Regions from separate parts of the Pelodiscus sinensis genome. Here region 1 is linked to region 2. Evidence: chromatin contacts called from public Hi-C data. All regions are on one chromosome and are shown on one strand. Each heading gives the region's core, a stretch centred on a gene start, on an enhancer-like site or on the middle of the called end of the contact. The rest is flanking DNA. Distances are from core to core; before and after follow the strand shown. Region 1 holds the start of LOC102463239 (sodium-dependent proline transporter-like). Region 2 holds the start of STIM1 (stromal interaction molecule 1).

Region 1 (3,320 bases), core at 574-3,073, 220 kb before region 2:
CTGTTTCTCTCCAGAGGCTGCCAGGCTGGCACTTTTCACCAGCACTAGAGTCCCACCACATTTTTGAGCAAGAGACTGAAAGTTAACGAGTCATAAGCTCTTTCAGATTGCGAGGTTGGCGGAACCGTGTGTCACACCCAACACTGTTGTTGCTACTCCTGGCCTGTGGCTTTTCCCAGCGGGTGGAGATGCTGCTGAACCTGCAGTACTCTGCTGGCTCCTTGCCTCCCCTGGAGACTTTAACTCGGAGGGGGCAGAGGTCCTACTTGTACTGAAAACAGAATCAATCCCTTTTCCATGTTCTGCATTATCAGTGTTTCCCCTCCCCCTCCCTTGAGATATCCTTACATGTCCTGTCTCACAATGAGCATAATGCAGCACCTTCATCCCCTACTAGTGATGCAGTGATTATTCTTCCAGGGCATTCATTTCTGTGGGAAGTGCTGTAAGTATAACGCAGGCAAACCCTGGGCTACCCATAGGCTAGAGAAGACAATAGCTAAAAGGGTTAAAACTTGGCTTTGAAACACCCATGTTCTGTGAGGTCACTGTTTGAAATCCTGGCACTGTGGCTCAACCCTCAAATAAAATGAGTTCCAGAGACTTTACTGTACAAGACCATAATAACTAGACTTTGGCAGAATTTGATTTTTTTAAATACAGTTTTAATGTTTAAATTTTAAGCGTTTTTATGTTTATCCGTTTAATTTTAGCAGACAGACAACACTATGGGGTTCAGCTTTTTTATCCATTTAAATATGAAAACTATGTGGTCATCAAACAATGGGGGGAGGGTGGTAGCTATTTAATGATAATAGATATTGAGATTCAAAAGTTACAGCTTTATAGTTGAATACAAATTGTCAACAACACGTCAAAGTATACAAAGTAGCTATCCTGCAGTCAAGTTCTACTAAATTTTCAAGCAGTATTTTTCAGACTTTACCTATTTGTAACTTGTTTAATCAATTTGTGCCTGTATGGTGAAATTGACGCTTACCAACATTTACTAATTAAAATCCTGGCCTTCCAAGCCTTAATAAATATCTGAGGTTTTATCTGCTCTGCATGCATCTAGAGCAGTGGTTCCCAAACTTCTTTTCGGCTTCATGCCCCCTTTTGGATTTTTGAGAAACCCTCACGCCCTCCCTCCCCACCCCCAATAGCAGCAAAACTTGTTGAGGAAAAAAAAAGGAAATGACTGGACTGGGACCAAAAAACAAAAATAGCAGCAAAACTTGGGAGGGAGGCTAATGGGGGAGGCTTGGTCGCCTCGCCCCTCCCCCCCAGAATTTCTTCATGCCCCCCCCAGTTTGGGAACCCATGATCTAGAGGATAGGGACCAGCTTTCCAGAGGTGCTGAGCACCTGCGGCTCTCTTTGACTTCAGCTGGCATTGCAGCTGCTCAGCGCCTCTGAGAATGAAACATTATAATACTCTTGTAATTAACCAAACCAATCACTAGAGGTCACTGATTCAAAATGAAAAACAATCCAGAAATTCATTTGTGCTGAGGGAATTAAAATAAAAAATTAAAACTCAAAGAGAAAAGCTAACACTATACAAAAATGAGAGTTGCAATGAGATGTGGAGACATCAAGAGATGGGGAATCCATCATTTCCAAAGGTAGTTTGTTCTGGTGGTTAATCACTCCCACTGTTCAAAATGTGAGATTTATTTCTAATTTGCATTTGCACCAGCAAGCAAATCTTTGGGGTCACTGCATCAACCCAGAGAGAGCAGAAGCTGTCAGGAGCTGAGGCCCAGGACTTCTCAATTTTTATTCTAAACTTTGTTTCCATTTTACTTCAACAGGAAAAAAAATGAGAGAAGAGGAGAGACAACAAATAATTGATGGATGTAATCAGACCTGTTCTGCAGTGCCATCTGCTTTCCCATGGCCACCTCATGCTCTACTCTCTAGTGTAGCTCTGCCCTGCAGCATTTCAGTAGCTCCAGCATTTGGAATGCAGGTAGGTGACTGTAGTGTGCCTTGTAAGCATACACCAGGCCTCGCACAGTTGATTAAAGTTGTGCATAGTCACGTGCAGAGAAGTGTACATTTTAAAAAGGTGGGGTTTTCTTAATGGACAGTTGATGTGGTGTGCATGGGCAATGTACCTCATTCAATGCATGCCATGTCTCCTTCATGGAACCTTTTATGCCTGCCTATCTGGGTGTATACATAATACCCAAGTGGCTAGGAGGATGTGCAGCTTGCAGTGCAGGTCTCACCCAGTAGCTCTTATCTCATTCACTGCCTATCCTATGAAGGACACAATGAGGAGAGTTCTGTAGTTGTACAGGTTGAACCTCTCTAGCCCGGCACCCTCAGTACCTGACTGGTGCTGAACCAGAGAATGTGCCGAACCACGGAAAGTCAATATTGTCTAGCAGTGTTACCAACACTTCCACTGCTTTCTGGACATATAGGGGTAAAGTAGAGCTAATTAACAGCACAGAACACTGAGAGCCAGGACTGGTGGCTATAAACAAACTTTATGGGACCACGGATACATGCCCATGATAAGTGGGCATCTGGCTAACTAAAATCATGGCAGACCACGGATGTTATCAGACCAGAGAGTGCCAAACTAGAGAGGTTCCAACCCGCAGTGATTTTTGGACCTCCTTCCTGTGGACTTTGTGGGTGTCTCTACACTACCACCCTAGTTCGAATTAGGGTGGTAATGTAGGCAACCGGAGTTGCAAATGAAGCCCGGGATTTGAATTTCCCGGGCTTCATTTGCATATTGCCAGGCGCCGCCATTTTTAAATGTCCGCTAGTGCGGACTCCGTGCCGCCCGGCACGGACTAGGTAGTTCGGATTAGGCTTCCTATTCCAAGCTACCGTTACTCCTCGTTCTGCTTGAGAACTTTAGTAGAGTTTGATTTAAGGATATTTAATTTGTATATGTTGATGTGTGTTGTCAGTGTGTCAGAGTTACAGAGGTTTTAACTTTTTAAATCTCTGCTACTGTCATTCAATAACTGCTGTCTGATATCCTCCTTATAACTTTCCACAGTGGTCAAGATGTAAATACAGACACATTTTAGATGTTTAAAACTAAACATTAGTACTATCCATTTAAATTAATACAAACTAAAAATTGAATTCTAAAAATGCAAGTTCAGGTTGCATGGAGATACCCCAAAGTAGAAAATGTTTGATACAGTTGACAAATACTTGAACATGTGTTATTTCCCTGTATACAGTGCACACTGTTTTCTACAGCCTTGTAAAGAGCAGTGGGTTAAGCAATGGCCTTTTAGGACACCACCCTCATTCACTGTGTCTTTCGTGGACTTTTGAGCATGC
Region 2 (3,648 bases), core at 1,065-3,564:
GATGAGTGGTGCCAGATTAATTCCAAAGGCTACAGAAGTAAAGGATGGAGATACTTTGAGGTTCTTTTCCCCCACCCAGCATACATTGAAATTTTGCCCTAGGTCTATAGTGTCTCCCCAAAACAGCTTCACAATTAAATTTATTTCCAAATAAAGCAGATTTTAATTAGCCTCTCTAGCCCTAAAGAAAGTTCTCTCAAGTCTTAAAACTAGCTAAGATAAAAAAATTACTAAAATGTTTGGTATTAAAAAGTTAAAAAAAAATCATGAATGATTTACCAGCAGAGTCTCTGTGGCTCAAAATGCTGCAGCATCCAAGTTTTAACTATTCAGTAAAGCACAGCCTCAATTCACTTGCAGATTCTGAACCGTTTAGAAAGACTAAAATAAACCAAACTTGTTTAAAAGGAATTTTTTTGGTCAGCTAAATATGCATGTGGCAACTTAAAGCTTTAATTTAAATTTCATAAAACATGCATTTTAATCCAATACCTTTAAAGAGCAAGATATTTGCTAAGACACTAATGCACACTCTTTTAGAGATGTAGAGAAGAAACCTTAAAAAGCTTCCATGCCACAGTTTTTTTAGAACAGAAGAAAAAATAAAAACATGCCAAAACAATGACACCTTATTCAGCTGGAGGCTAACAAAGGTGGAGACCTGCCAGCTACCAGGTAAACTATCCCTTTCTTTGCTAGCACTCCCTTATAAAAAAAAAAAAAAAAGTGGTCAATCGCCCACAACGGGTTCCTCTGCTCCCACCTCAGCAGCACGAAACTGCAGTAGTTTTAAACCTGTTTCAGGGGTGTCTTATCTGTGGTCTCTCCGGGTTAGTATCTCTACCCAGGGCAGATTTCTCAATTCAATCCAAAAGGCATCTGAACCATTTAATCCAAACTTTGGTTTTCACTCAGTTTTGACCAAGCTTTCTTTACGAACGCCAGCAAATCTCAGTTTATCTTTGGGATTTCCAGGTCACTGTATTTTATCAGCAGCTCTTCTCCAACTCAACAATTTGCTGGAATCTCTCTTCGTTTGGCCCAGTTTATTTCCAGCACAGCTCTCTTTCTAGAGTTGTGTGATGATCTAGCCTAGGCCTCTTAGCTATGATAGGCTATTTTAGGCTATTTTTCCTTTTATCCCCATTTAAATCAAGGCAACTGTTCAATCACGGATTTTCCTAGGAAAGTCTTTTCGAGGATAAGGTAAGAAATCCCAATAGTTCCCAGGCCAGCTCTCACTCGTCAGACCTAGAGCCTATCAGGAGAGTTCAACTCCAGTCTTCTCCCGGAACAGCGGCTGATCCAGTAGGCCTGCCTTCTCCCTGGATTAGCCCCCCTTGCTCCTGGGGCTGCTCTCACTTGGCAGGCCTGGAATGTCTGGGACAGATCCAGATCATTAATGCTGGTTCCAGTCCCTCTGACCAGAACCTTCCCCCCCTTCCACAATTCTTCCCTTCCCCCACAGACCCTCAGCAATGGTCTCAGCCACACTAACCCTTAACCTCCCCCCTACCCCGTTAAAACTGTCTCACTAACCCTCATCCTTCCCCTACCCTGCTAGCAATGGTGTCACCTGCACTAACCCTTAACCTCTCCCCTCAGTCCATAAGCAATGGTCTCACCCACCCTAACCCTTAACCTCCCCCCTCAGCAATGGTCTCACCCACACTAACCCCTAACCTCCCCCTGTTCCCCTCAGCAATGGTCTCACCCACACTAACTTAGGCTCTCCCCATAACCCCTCAGTAATAGTCTCACCTGCACTAACCCTTAACCTCCCCCTGCGCCCCTCAGCAATGGTCTCACCCGCACTAACCCTTAACCTCCCCCTGTGCCCCTCAGCAATGGTCTCACCCGCACTAACCCTTAACCTCCCCCTGCGCCCCTCAACAATGGTCTCACCCACACTAACCCTTAACCTCCCCCTGCGCCCCTCAGCAATGGTCTCACCCGCACTAACCCTTAACCTCCCCCAGCAATGGTTGCACCCGCACTAACCCCTGACCCCTCCAGCAATGGTCTCTCCCGGGCAGCCCTCCGCAATGGTCTCTCCCGGGCAGTCCTGTCAGCAGCAGGCTCGCCGTCGCCCCGCTCCCTGCGCCCGGTGGTCTCTCCCGCCGCCCCCCCCGCAGAGGTCTCTCCCCCCCGCGGGCGGACCCCCGCCCCGGCGGCCGGTTACCCCGCTGTCGCCACCCAGCTCCGGAGCGGGCTCCAGCGCCGCCGCTGCCGCCGCACGCTCGGACACTGACAGCGGAGGCGCCAACCGCCGCGCCGCCAAACGGGGCGGGGCAGGAACCAGGGGAGGTCCCGCCCCGTCCCTCATGCAGCCAATAGGCGACGGCCCTATGGCCCCGCCCCCTGGCGGGCTCCGCGCTGCCCCGCAGCGGCCTCTGGCGGGGAAAGTCAGGGGCTGCAGGCGGTGGCGACTCACGGACCAGGGCGGCAAAGTCTATGAGCTAAGCAGAGCCCGGCGGGGGCGGCGGCCGGAAGGGAGACGGCGGCGGTGGCTGTTCTGCTGCGCGCCCGGAGGGGCTGGGTGGTACTGGGAGGAGGGGCTAGCTTGGTGACTGGCTGTGTATCTTGGAGCGCCCCATGCTCCTGCTCTGGCTGCAGTGAGCACGGGGGAGCTTAGTGCAGGCAGGACTTAACATAAGAACAGCCGTACTGGGTCAGACCAAAGGTCCATCTAGCCCAGTATCCTGTCTGCCGACAGTGGCCAGCACCAGGTGCCCCAGAGAGGGTGGACCGAAGACAATGATCAAGCGATTTGTCTCCTGCCATCCCTCGCCAGCCTCTGACAAACAGAGGCCAAGGACACCATTTCTATCCCCTGGCTAATAGCCTTTTATGGACCTAACCTCCATGAAATTATCTAGCTTCTCTTTAAACTCTATTATAGTCCTAGCCTTCACAGCCTCCTCTGGCAAGGAGTTCCACAGGTTGACTACACGCTGTGTGAAGAAGAACTTTCTTTTATTAGTTTTAAACCTGCTATCCGTGCTGCCACCCCACTGGAAATGTGCCCTAGCAGAAAGCTCCCGCAGACTTTTGGCCAGTCTCCTGCGGGCAGGGCTGTAAGTCCTACTGCTCAAACACTAGGCAACATCCTGGGGGGACCTGCCACCGCTCCCCCATCTTTGGCTGAAAGGGGCCCGGTGCAGTAACTCCTCGCTTCAAGTGGTAGTTCTGTTCCTCAAGGCTGCTACTTTAAGCCACACGATGTTAAGTGAATCCAATTCCTCTGTGAGAATTAATGTAAATGGGGGGATTTTTTTAATTGACAGATAAGTTGTTTAAGTTTTAAATAATTTGAAACAATGTAACCCTCTACTCACCAATGATGAGTGTGAAGCATGGGTGAGGCAGGGGGTGTAGTGGGGTCAGGGCACAGGAGACAGCCCTCCTCTGCCTACTGGCGTTCCAGCTGGGGTGCAGGGTTAGCTCTGGGGGCTTGCCCCATTCTGCCCACTCAGGGCTTCTGCCAGAGAGTGGAGCGCCTGCTCCCCACCTGAAATGCTGGGCAGGCGGAGGGGGGGTAAGCCCCTTCATCCCAACCCTGCTCCCCAACTGGAACACTGGGCAGGCAGAGCAGCGCAAGCCAGACAACCTTATAACAGAACATTGCCTGATTTTAAACAGGTATGT

What was found. A called contact is a pair of places that touch in the nucleus more often than the background predicts.
Region 1: a Hi-C map of liver shows a contact between it and region 2, with 5 times the contacts expected there. The contact joins the promoter of LOC102463239 here to the promoter of STIM1 in region 2. A contact is called at or near these places in 3 of 5 Hi-C or Micro-C datasets (liver and an unstated tissue).

What each region holds. Positions count from the first base shown.
Region 1 is chr1:326,120,755-326,124,074 of ASM4963464v1, reverse strand. LOC102463239 (sodium-dependent proline transporter-like) reads left to right here and starts at 1,823. Exons shown (of 18, transcript XM_075919697.1): 1 at 1,823-1,942; 2 at 1,945-1,974. The coding sequence starts at 1,825.
Region 2 is chr1:325,905,053-325,908,700 of ASM4963464v1, reverse strand. STIM1 (stromal interaction molecule 1) reads right to left here and starts at 2,314. Exons shown (of 14, transcript XM_075919691.1): 1 at 2,183-2,314; 2 at 1-29.